2 separate regions of the Oryzias latipes genome follow, and region 2 is linked to region 1. A link is a contact called in public Hi-C data. All regions are on one chromosome and are shown on one strand. Each heading gives the region's core, a stretch centred on a gene start, on an enhancer-like site or on the middle of the called end of the contact. The rest is flanking DNA. Distances are from core to core; before and after follow the strand shown.

The links. Hi-C and Micro-C count contacts between places; a contact is called where the count stands out from the background.
Region 2: a Hi-C map of embryo shows a contact between it and region 1, with 2.1 times the contacts expected there. The contact joins the promoter of c15h6orf118 here to the enhancer-like site in region 1. A contact is called at or near these places in 3 of 5 Hi-C or Micro-C datasets (embryo and fibroblasts).

The regions. Positions count from the first base shown.
Region 1 is chr15:26,428,284-26,434,691 of ASM223467v1, reverse strand. All of the region lies in intron 1 of pde10a (cAMP and cAMP-inhibited cGMP 3',5'-cyclic phosphodiesterase 10A), which reads right to left. Among protein-coding and RNA genes, the nearest start is that of pde10a, 14 kb to the right of the region's middle. Within about 2 kb of position 2,366, at least 4 of the 8 cell types and tissues checked have an H3K27ac peak or open chromatin away from gene starts, as enhancers often do. A contact at or near this core is called in embryo, where this site is marked.
Region 2 is chr15:26,473,127-26,478,994 of ASM223467v1, reverse strand. c15h6orf118 reads right to left here and starts at 2,611. Exons shown (of 11, transcript XM_020709715.2): 1 at 2,523-2,611; 2 at 1,780-2,331; 3 at 1,582-1,698. The coding sequence starts at 2,316. It overlaps pde10a (cAMP and cAMP-inhibited cGMP 3',5'-cyclic phosphodiesterase 10A), which reads right to left. Exons shown (of 22, transcript XM_023963192.1): 22 at 5,422-5,868.

The DNA.
Region 1 (6,408 bases), core at 1,117-3,616:
CTGCCAAATCGTTCAACTGTTTAAAAAAGACAAGACGAGTGAAACAAACTGAGCACAGCCTCCTCCGTTTCTGCAGAAATCTGCTGCTTTATTGGGATCAGCACTGATCCAAATTGACTGACAGATCCCTTGAGGACACAAAGCAGGTAAACAACACTGCTTTGATGACTGACAAACATGCATTTTGCTCAGTAATCTCACAAAAGTGAACAAAATAATTGCATTGCCCCTGAATATTAGTTTGTCCCTGATAAGTAGCCTTCATAGATTGTTGTCTGTGACATTTCCTACATTTCACAGATTATTTTGCTCCTGAACGAAGGGAGAACTTAATTGTTATGCTGTCATTTGATGTCTTAATAAATTATTGCAAGTTTAACAAAAAATAGAAATTAAATAAAACAATCTTGCCAAACTGATTCTCAGCTTTAAAAAAACACACAGAAGAGAATGCTTTTAAAAGAAAATAGGTGCAAACAGGACATGATGCCGATTTTAACATCTGGTGGAAAAATTTTGCTTGTTCAAAAGCAATTTGAGAACAAGCAGAAAGAGCAGAAAAGTTCAAACCAAACACCAGAATATTTGAAATGCAGGACAAAAAAGAGACTATTCTAAAGTGAACACAGCAGATGCAAAGTCGACAAAAAATCCACACAAAAATAAAGACAACTGTCCTGAAAATGCCAACTGTTGATGGTGACACAGCTTCCATTATAATAAAGTAAACCTGTTTCAGTCTAACCCAATCATTTTAGCTAATAAATATATAGTCATGGTGTCATAATCCTAAATTATTTTACTGGCTGTATTAGTTTTATTTACTATTTTTTACTATGAAATCATTATAAGATGTAAGTGGCTCCATCCAGTTTTGATTTTTTCCGTAATGGAATATATATGTACATATTGTTTAAACATGATGTCTAAATATTATTTTTATCTCAATTTGGAGCTTTTCCACGATCTTCCAAACTGTGCATCTTTGTTATTTCCTCATGTTTTTCATGGTAAATGTTTCATTAAGGAAACCGTTTCTCTCAGTGTTAAATAATAGAAACGAACTGAAAAAGGTTTCTAGATTTCATCAAATGCATGATGAAGAGGAGGGCTTTGCCGCCGAAGCTTTCTCATGTTCACTTTATTGCAGACTATTTGCAAAGATTTTAAACTTTGTTTTTAGACATGAAGGATATTTGAGCAGGTTTTCAGTTGTTTTAACTTTTCCTTGCTTAAGACCTTTCCAAACTCTTCTCAAAATCAGCACTGTCCAAATAAGATTCTCGTTTTGTTCACGTTCGTTCTAAAATGAGTCATTTCCACTTATTACACTATTTTTTTGTGTTACTGTTCATAAAAACTCAAAAAAGTACAAACCATTTGTTCCCAACTAGCAAATGCTTACTTGAATGCTTGTGTGTAACTCCTTTGATATCTGATTACTTGATAATTAAAATGACTTGCTGCACGGACTGATAATTTACTATTTTTTGTGGTTTTCTTCCCAAGATTTGTAAACTTTTGCCCTATTTTTTGACTTTCGCACGGTGAAAAGAGCTACTGCAAAAACTGAATCTTAAGAAATTCCAAGAGAAAAGAAAAGTTCTCTTAATTTTTGTCTTGCAAGAAAACTAATCTTATCAAGAAAGCATAATTTTAGTTTAAGAAAACATGTTATAGTGAGTAGTATTTTTTTTCCATTAATTTTTGGTAAGATTATTTTTCTTTCCCCATTGGCCTTTTTGTTGCTGCTTATTTCAAGAAAATTTTCCAATTTTAGAAATTTCTGACGTATTTCTAGCCTTGTTTTTAACATTGAGAAAAAAAAACGCTAAAACAAAATTATTTTGGTCTCAATGAACTGGCCTCTTTTCTTCGTCAATTCCCAGATCCGTTTGTCGATGGATACAAACACAGCCCAGAAAGGCTGAACCTTTGGGTTGAAGTCTCACTTAAGGAGGGATGGGTCTGTCAAACATGTGAGGCTCCTGCGGCCGCTGGGTGAAAGAGCTGGAGATCAACAGCTGACCGACGGGTGAGCGGTCCGCAGCCAAGCTTGACTGTTCTCTCCTCTCGGCTGCTTTTTGCAAACACTTTCGGATATGTGCACCGAGCGTCGCCCGACACGAGGGCTGCAGTTGCAGCCTTCCCCTCCACGTGAGAAGACCTCATCCACTGAAGCACATCTCAGATTCAAGCCATTGTACCAGCTTTTTTTTTTTTTTTTGGTGCACACATGGATGCAAGTGAACCATTTACAGATCACATGCAACGGCACACAGGAGCACATCTACACGCATCAAATGCAGCAGACGCACACACACACTACAGAGACTTCCAGTCCCCTCCCCCAACTGAATAGTCTGTTCTGACAATCCACAGGACAGCCGGAGCATTGACGTCAGAAGCAGGCCCATGAAAATACAGGGTCCCTGGGGGGCTGAGGGAGCTATGCACATCTTCACAGCTTGGCTTGCAACTAGTTCAACAACCAAAGAGCATATAACTGCCTCTGTTTACTTAAATGGAAAATGCCATAGTAAAAAAGCAGGTCCTTATTTGCACAAAGCCCTGCCATGTTCGGATTTGCATGCGGCCGCAGTGCAGCTCATCTGATTCGTGACGTCAATGGACGTCACTGCACCGTGATCCATTAGGACAAATGTGAGATGGGTGCATAATTTAAGCTCATGGAAATAACATATCGCGGCACACCATTACCTGCCCCCCTGCAACCCTCATTATTGCCATTTTGACTAAGCGCTGTCAGACTGTACAGACCCACAGGAAAAGGCTTGTTTCCCCCTCAGACGCCCTCAAGAGAAAACATGACATCTTTGTTTTCGCTTAAAGTTATGAAACGCATTTTATTTTTATTTTTTCACAAGAGGCTTCATCAGAGAAAAAGAGTCATGTCATTGTTGTCTCTTAATAGGAATTCTACAAACCTTCTGAAACCATTAAAACGCTATAGCATGAGAACCACTTTTTATAAATGCAGTTAGATATGAATTTGTAGCCTATGTCTAATCAGCCATATGACTGTTGTGAATCTGACACTTGATACCTGGATTTACCCAGCCCCACCATGCGGTAAAGGTGCAATATCAGGGTGTGCTTAGATTTTGGGGTGACTTATCTCCCTGAGCCCCTAAATGCGCAGAAAACCTGCTATCACCAAACAAGTTCATCTATATCTGTTCTCCCCTTTGATCTGTTTTATAAGTTTGATGTTGAATGCTCTTCCTGACACTACCCTCTGCGTTTACCCGGCTTGGGACCAGCACAAGCAGGACACTGGCTTGGTCCCTGCTGAGGCTGCATTTATTTATTTATTTTTCCTGTTTATGTCTGTCCATTTGTCCATCCTTACGTTATTTTGGTCTTTTATTTTTATTTTATTTGTGCATTATGTTGTCTTTTGTGATTCATCGCATTTAGGGGGGCATTGCCCCCAACCTGACCATGTCTATATCCGGCCTTGTTGCTCTTCCTGTCTTTTATTTTATGTTCAAATTTCGTAGCTTCTTATTTTTTGTTAGTTTGCTTCTTTTTTATTTTTTTTTATGCTTCTTTTTGTTTTGTTTTTGTTTTTTGCAGACCATCGCGTTTGGGGAGGGGTATGCAACCCTTTCCCATGTCTATATCGGTCCAGCACAAGCAGGACACTGGCTTGGTCCCTGTTGAAACTGCATTTATCGGTCTGCATTTGTCTGTCCATTTGTCGGTCCGTCCATCCTTACATTTCCTTTGCCATCTTTTTTATTTTGGAATGTGTTTCTTTATGTGATATGTTGGGTTTGTTCATTTGTTTGTTTTTGTAATTCTTATTTCTTTAGTTAATTTTTTTTGTTTTGTTAGAAAAAATTGTCATAACTTTCGGTAAAAATGACCCTTTTTTGTCTTTTATTTACCTATTTTAGCAACATTTCAAACTAAAGTACCTCATTTTTGACAGGTTTCTTTTGGTCAAAAGTCACACTTTTACCCAAACAAACCTCCTGACAGTTGGAAATAAACAATTTCTTCACTTCCTGCTCTGTCAAATCTGAATTTATGAGCGTTAATACCCTGTGGGGGATTTTGAGCACACAGTACTATTTGAACACGGAAATGATAGTTTAAGTGAAAACTAATTTCAAATGAGTGACAACTTGATTTGAGCAAACAAATAAATTTTTTATGTACACAAGTTTAATTTCCCTGTTTGCTCTTCACTATTTAGCCGCTCAGTGATTCACCTTTCTGTGGTTGGTGCGCTTAAACATGTGATCTCAGTGCACATGCTCAGTTCTGTCTGTGTTTATTGTATTCAAAAAAAATCTTTAGCATAAATTTTAACAAAATCATCTCTTGGAACAACATTTTTTTGTATCTTATGAAATACAAATTTATAAAAGCTCAAAATATTGTTAATTAATGCAATTTTCATTGAATATTCCAAGTTAATTAACCCTGTGAATGCATTACCTACCAATACACTTTTCTATTAGGTGGGGTCAAATTTGATAAATATGATTTTCCTCCTTAAACACTGTAAAAACATAAATATTACCAAATATGTTTGTCTAATTTAAATGTCTTTTTACACCTAAAACAAAAAATGACAAGAAACCTTTCAGTATTATATGATAACTTGGCTTAAGACAATAAATGTTTAAAAATATTGTCATGCATCTAGAAAATATATTATTTTAAGTAATATCACTAATAAAAAAAATGTATTTACAATTTACAAATATTTTTAACAACTTTATCCTAAAATGTGTACATTTTTTGTCTTATTTTATTTGGTCTAGAAATAAAGATAGATGGGCTGTTATAGCACCTAAAATGGGATGTTTTTTGGTGGGATAAATACAAACGTATGTATTCATATTAAATGTACTGACTTGAAACATATACTTATTTAAACAATATGCTTATTTTAAGACATAATTTCCAACTATCGGAGCAGTATACCCAAATATGATTGTTTATCGCTAATTTTAAGAGTAAATTTTGTCTTAAAAGTACAGGACATCTCACCTTATTTTGCAGAAGTTTTACCAAAATAAAATATACAAGTAATTTTGACAATTCTTTTTACTTATAACAAGGAAAACATTTGGTATACACTTAACATATATCTAAAAGAAAACTGACCCAAACCATCATAATTTATGTTATTATTATATTATGTTAAACATTAACTAAAAGAGCTTTTGCTAACTCATTTGTAATGGCAGTGGCGGTTCTACACTGACTTACTCCCAAGCGTCTTGCAGCAGAGGGCGGTGGTCACGTGCGTGTCGGGTCTGCCGTGTCAGAGCAAGGAATTGTGGGAAATAATCCCCATTGCCTGCTTTTGTCGAAATTGGGTTGAGCACCGGTGATTGTTCTGCCTAATTCCTTTTCATGTGCCTGTTTTACGTTGTTTCACTCTGAGTTATTTCATCTTTTTTTTTTTTTTTTTTTGCACCATAAGTGTGAAGAGCAAATAGTATGAAGACATTCTTAAGAGTCTGATGTGTCCGAACAAAAGTGTTAAGTGTCGGCAGCTGAAGCAATTTCAAATTAAAGGCTTCAAGCTTCCTCTTTGAATATCATAGCACAATATGTGCAACGCACGCATCGGGCACGGCAAATGCCGCCCCCTATGAAGTGCCGCCCTGGGCGACCGCCCACATCGCCCATATCAAAAACCGCCACTGTGTAATGGGTAGGGATAGAAAATCTAATACAATCTAGAACAGAAGGTGGCAGTAAGGTACAAAATCCAGCCTGAAGCAGTGGATTCATTTTTTGAGGGGGACCTGGTTGTGGATAATGGTGGCAAAAACGTATTAGCCGGATAGAGGTCCAGAACCAGAACACCCCCCACCCCCCCCACCCCCACACATTTCGGTTGTAAAACACTGGGATTTAAAAAAAAAAGTGATGCAAAGGAAGAAAAAAATGTAAATGACCTGGTGATTCTTTCAAACTGGGCTCTAATCGTTTCAAGGGACCTGTGGCCCCGCCCCACCCCACTCCCAGCATTGTGATCAAAATAATTTAAAAAATGTGTTTTCACACTCAAGTTGGCTCAGAATTATTTCAGCCTGGTTTGTATGGTCTTCTTGACACCAGATGGAGTTAAACTGGACTTATGTTTAAATAAAGTAGTGAGGGTCACATTGTGGCATGCTGTCAGATCTGGCAACGCAAGGAATTTTGGGATACCATTCCCATTGCCTGTCTGGGCGGATTGGAGCCTAAGTGTGGGTTTTTATCGATGTGTTTTGCTGTTTTGTTTTGTTATTTTTTTCCTGTTATGTTTACTTCTTTCTGCACAGGATGATAACCCATTTGTGATGTGAAACACTGTGTTTGAAGAATGAAACCAGAGTTTATTATAACTGATCTAAATCAATTTGGCTTTGCTGG
Region 2 (5,868 bases), core at 1,362-3,861, 44 kb before region 1:
AAATAAAGAGCTTTATGTCTTTAAAGTATATAAAGTTGTACATTTATCCCTCCAAAATATCCTAGGAGGATAGGAGCTACAACTGTTCAAATCTCCTAATTTCTCTACCACAATCATCCCAAAATAAGACTAGAATTCTTCCACTTCCACTTAAATGTAAAGTAAAATTGTGTTTCATTAGAAATATTGCAAAATATAAGAGGTTTCAAGATCAAATGATTCATCAAGATATTTAAGATTTATTGTCGTAAAATAAATCATTACTCTGCAAAAACAAGCCCCTAAATAAGTCAAAAAATTGTTGAAATTTTAAAAAAATTCTCTTAGAAAAGATGCAAAAACTTCTGCAAGTGGGTAGATTATTCTTGTTCATAAAAAACATTCTTGATAGGGTTTTTTTCTTGCAGGACAGAAATAAATATGTTGAAATTGTTAAAACTTTCTAAAGATTCAGTTTTTGCAGTGTGCTCTTTTTAAACCAATATAAACCTTGAAATTAGCCACATAAATAATCATATTAAGGTATTTTTGCTCTGGTAAACAGAATTAAATTGATCTAAAATATGTGTATTGCTCAAATTTGTAAAAATAAATTTACATTACGTTTATTTACACTCATAACCCCCAAATATCCTATTTTAAGCACTAGAGCAGTCATTTTTAGCCCTGAATCATTTAGAAATAAGAATAGAATGACACATTTAAGCTACATCTGTCAAAAAAATTGAATGTAAATTACAAGTCAAAACAAAAGTTTCCAGTTTTTTAAAATAAAGCAAATCTGTTTGTTGAAACAAAACCCATCTCCGTTCAAAAATAAAACTTCTGCTTTAAAATACTGTGTAAAAACAACCCAGCAAGATATTCAACATTAATTGCTCTTCAACAAATCAGCAAAAACAGGCTCCTAGAAATACGTCAAAAATTCTTCAAATTTGATCATTTTTCTTTAAAAAAAAAAAGCAAAAATTGCTGGAGAGGAGTTGAATAGTTTTACCTAGAATCCTTAATTTAATCTAAAAAAATTCTAGGACATGCTTTCTTATATTAAGATGCTTTTTGATTTTTGATAAGATTTTTTTTGCAAGACAAAAAAGGACAGAATTTTCTGAAACAAGAGTCTATTTATTTTCCTAAAATGGATTTTTCGAGTTACTATGAGGTTATTTTTGTCTTATATCAAGATATTTGAACTAAAAACTAGTGGTTTTGTGGAGATTTGGGGATTTTTGCAGGGTTCTTTTTAATTCTCTTATGCAAATATTTGTTTCTGCAGTTCCCATAAAAAGACATAACGGTCCACTCACTCCAACAAATGAAGGTGAATAAATATCCTAAACATTCTGAGTAGGTTTGCTCTCATGTGGAAGGAATCGAGCTCACAGGACATCATTTTACGAGCGTGCGCGATGGTGGAGTGGCTGCCCCCCCCTAAAGTCACGCTCCCTGATGCACGCCGGCCAGGTTCCCGTGGTTGCTCTACTTGCACTCCTACACCAGGGACCTACTCTCTCTCTCGGCTCTAACTTTCGACGGCCCATGCTAAAAATGTGCTAGTGGGTAGAGAGGAAATGGAAAAACCTTAATTTCCCTCAGGATGCGTCCAAATAATGGCAAGCCTTCACATACATCATCAAAGACGTCACCGCACACGGAGAGGCGGTCTCTGCTGGGCCAGCTCTGCACAGACTTCAGTTTCTTTGTATGGAAGAGAATCAGAGAGTCATAAAAGGAGCCAGAGCGAGCATGTCATTCATAGACGGTGTGACCATCCCTGACCTTAATCAGTTTGCTCTCATGAAGCTTTCCGCCCGCCCAGATGTTCTGCTGGGCCAGAGGTCGCCTGTCAAAGGCTTCAGAGCTCAGGCCTTCCTGGATGGAGGACTGTTTGGGTTGTTTGGATGAAGAGGAGGCTTCTTCCTGAAGGCCTGAAAATGAGGCTGAGCTGCCATTCTTACCTGGATGTGTGTTTTCTGTAGTGCGTGAATGCGGTGACGTAAATTTGGCCTCGTTTTTCCTTGACCTCAAAACCTCCGAATCCACTATAGTAGAGTTGGAAGCCTGCTTTTTTACTTCCTTCTTCTTCTCGCAGGTTAGGGTCTGTGTCTTTTTCCATTTCTGGGAGTTTGGAGTGTCTTCCCGTCCCTGGGTCGTCCTCTCACTATAAGGCTTCGTCCCTTTGGGGGGTTGGCTCTGGCTCGGGCTGCCGGGCCCTGGGTGACCCGTGGGGCAGGTCAGGAGATCAGCCTTCTGAGTGGATCCTGCAGCTTGGAGCCGTCTGTGGAAACCCTGCTTCTGCCTGCAGCTGCTGGACATGGCTGTGAAAACACACTGCAGTGTTGTTTTAACAAAACATCTTTATTTGGCTTCTTAAAATCTGTTTCTGTAGCACAAATATTGCAAATATCGCAAAACTAAATCAAAAGACAATTTTGACCCTTTTTTTTTTAAACATAACTTTAACACAAAATATTTGCATTTGCAAATTTTGTTGCTAAATATTCAGAAAAGTGACGTTTTACCTGCTAACTCGCTGAGATTTAACAGAATCAAATCCTTGGGACGTCAGTTCGAGCGTTTCCAGGTTGCCAAGGAGACAAGCCTGTGTTGCGTTCACTGTCACGGTAATGATCGTACAAATGACAGTTTAGGTTCCAAACCAAATAACGGCTGTGCCTTGTGTGACAGCAGCTCTTTGCCATAAACATACAAATATCTGCGCAGTAAAGGGGTTAAAATTTAGATAAGCGCTACATTTTTTTATGTATTCATTTTAAGAGTTTTACGTTGTCTGAAAATTCGTGTTAGCTAAAAATATTTATGGGTGCTCATAACTGTTGATGGATTTTATAAAAACATATGGTTTTACGAAAATACTAAATGAAAAGAGTTTAAACATTTTTTGCGGCGAAGTCGCGTCAGTAGTCGATGGAGGAATTCGAACGACGTTGATAAATTCCAGGTTTCCCAAAGGCAACACGAGGAAATGTTGAAAATAGACAAATGTGCGCAGCCGCAGACAGCGCATGGAGTTTTAAGAGAAAAAACAACAACAAAACATTTAGCTTTATTGAAAAGTCTGTTCAAACAAATCAAACATGATGACAGCAAGTACTTAAGAGGGGCTAGCTAACAGTAACCAATTTTTCCCTGAAATAGTAAATATTGTAGAATATACCACATACAAAATGGACCAGCAAAAAAAATTCTGATATTTTTTCTGTTACACTGATGTCACCATGGGTTTTTATGGGTGAAAATAGTGAAAGAAAATAGTGATGCATCAGTAAATTGCCTTGAATCTATATTTCTTACCCCACAAATGGGGGAAAACGAGCAGAAAACCAGTGAAGTTTCATAGTTTACTGAAACAACACAATAAAATGTTATATTTATAGTCTCCAGGATCGTTTGATGCAATATAGGCTATGCATAAAATGGTACTACACTTGAAAAAGTACCTCACTTAAAGTTTTTCTTAAAGTATACTTGAGTATAGGTATAAAGCAAGTAGATCTAAAGTATAGACCATGTACCAGTTGGATAAACTACGGTAACTGAATACTTTTTCAGACTAAATTGGAACATTTACAATACTAAATAAAATGTAAACTGGCTCACTTTTAGTGTAGACCAATACTTGCTGTACACTTACATGGACCACATTTTGCCAATGATAACAGTGCGTAAGATGACAATTAATTTAAAACGTCAAAATTTAGGATCTATAGATTTTATTATGAAGACTAAAATCCATTTTACGGAACATTTTTAGAAAAACAGAGAGCCTGGATCTAAATGGAATCCAAATGCCTCAGCAGCTGCATCCAGTATCCTCTGCAGGAGGTCTGCAGCCTCGTGACACCAGAGGCGCTGCAACTGCAACAGGTTAACAGAACAAAACAGCTCCATGCATGTTTTCTTCAGCAGTCCCAAGCAAATCATCACTCACATTCTGCATGTTTAGATAAAATGCTTGAAACACAAGCGTTAAATCAAACTTTAGTTTGTCTTTTCTAGCTGCTCGACATTTTGTTCCTAAACAGAACATAAATAAAAACACATGTCCCCCAAAATAGTCGCTATAAGTGAGGATTTTTGCTGAAGCTCCTAAGAGATGTTTAAATCTTTTTAGATCATTAAAACCTAAAGCAGCAGAATAATACATGTTTGAAGAAGAACTATTAAACAACTATAGAAATAACTTTTAAGAAACGGGAACCAAACATTAAAGTGTGTTGTTCGAGTTTAGCCAAGTTTAGAAGTATTACTACATTTTAAATGCAAAAGTCAAAGTTTTAGGGACCTAAAAGCTAAATATTCCTAAGAAAAAACACTCACTAGTTAGTATGATCAAAATAAAATAAATTAAATTAAAAAGTAGCTGTTGACTGGTTTACCTGCAGTAAATGCTTTTTCCTTACCTGGAGCAAAGGAAAATGATGCCATGATTCAACAGACTCACAACAGAAACCAGTGACTCAGAAGGAATCAAAAATCCTTTTTAAATACAGTCCATCACCAGATCCACTCTAACATGTTCTTGTGACGTATATAAAGAAATTTAAGCTCAAAATAGCATTTCTGAGTATTCCTTTATTGAAATTGTTGTAAATCAGGAGCAGATAAAAAAAATACTGCATGGAAAACATAGTGTTGGTGCTGGACAAAATACGCTGGGTGGGCCACGAGCTCCCTGCTCTGCTCCATTCTGATGCATCCACTTGCAGACAAATAGATCCATGGACCTCTTTGTTTTCCTCGTCTGAGCTGGAATCTGGTTTTGAACTGTACGGCTAGATAGCTCTAATATTGCTCGCCATTTTTGTTGCACTGGTCATGTAGTGTTGACATTTATTTAATTAAATTGTTGCAGTAAAATGTAAATGAGGGGCTGTAAGCTAGCAAAAGAGTGCATACACATCCAACTCCCAGCAATGGGGAGGAGGCGGGGTTTTTCTGGGCTATTGGTCCCGCCCACAACTCAGAGGTGAGTTTTTAATAAACTCCTGCTGCTCTGCAAAAACTATGTCCTAGAAAACAAGATAGGTTTTCGGATTTAGACTAAAAACAACAACATAATAATAATAAAAAAAACATTGCAGATGCTTCAAAAAATAGATAATAAAATGATCGGAGTGGGTCTTTGAACTTACTAAGAATAAATGGGATGGGCTAAGGAAAACTGCTTTGCTCGTACTATGAAAAGGAATTTTTTTCATGAAATTACTATTGATACGCCAAACCTGTGCAGTGATGTGAGCTAAAGGCAGTGGGATGAAACACCTATAATCAAGAAAACATGTTACTTTGAACTGTTAGAACAATTAAGAGTTGAAATGGGAATTTGTTTTAGTTGTTCTTGAGATGCAACCAATACTAACGTGAATTTTCAAGCACAACATTTAAAACACAGACACCTTTTTTTATTTTTTTAGAGACATATTTAATAAAAGTCATTTGGGCTACGGCTCTTACATTTACAGTTGAGACATTCCTCAGTTATTCTGGGTAACAGTAACATGTCTAGACTGTTTAATTTATCTTTTATGTTTACTTTGTACAAAAAAGAAAAAAGGCCAACATTGTTTTTCTTTGTATAAAAAATATAAGTTAATTAAAATTTAACTCTAATTAAGAAAATAACAATAGACATAATAATAATAATAGCGCTAATGATAAAGATCATAAGCTAAACATAGTGCAGATGGTGGGATATAACTGGTGCTAAAAAGTGGAAGGGACAGTGCAGTGACTTAACATGTGGTCGGGAGGGGCTGAGGTGGGTGGAGGGTGAAACGGCTTTCGCTCTCGCATGCATTCACCAACACACGCAAACGCACTCATTCAGAAAGTGCATGGCTGCCC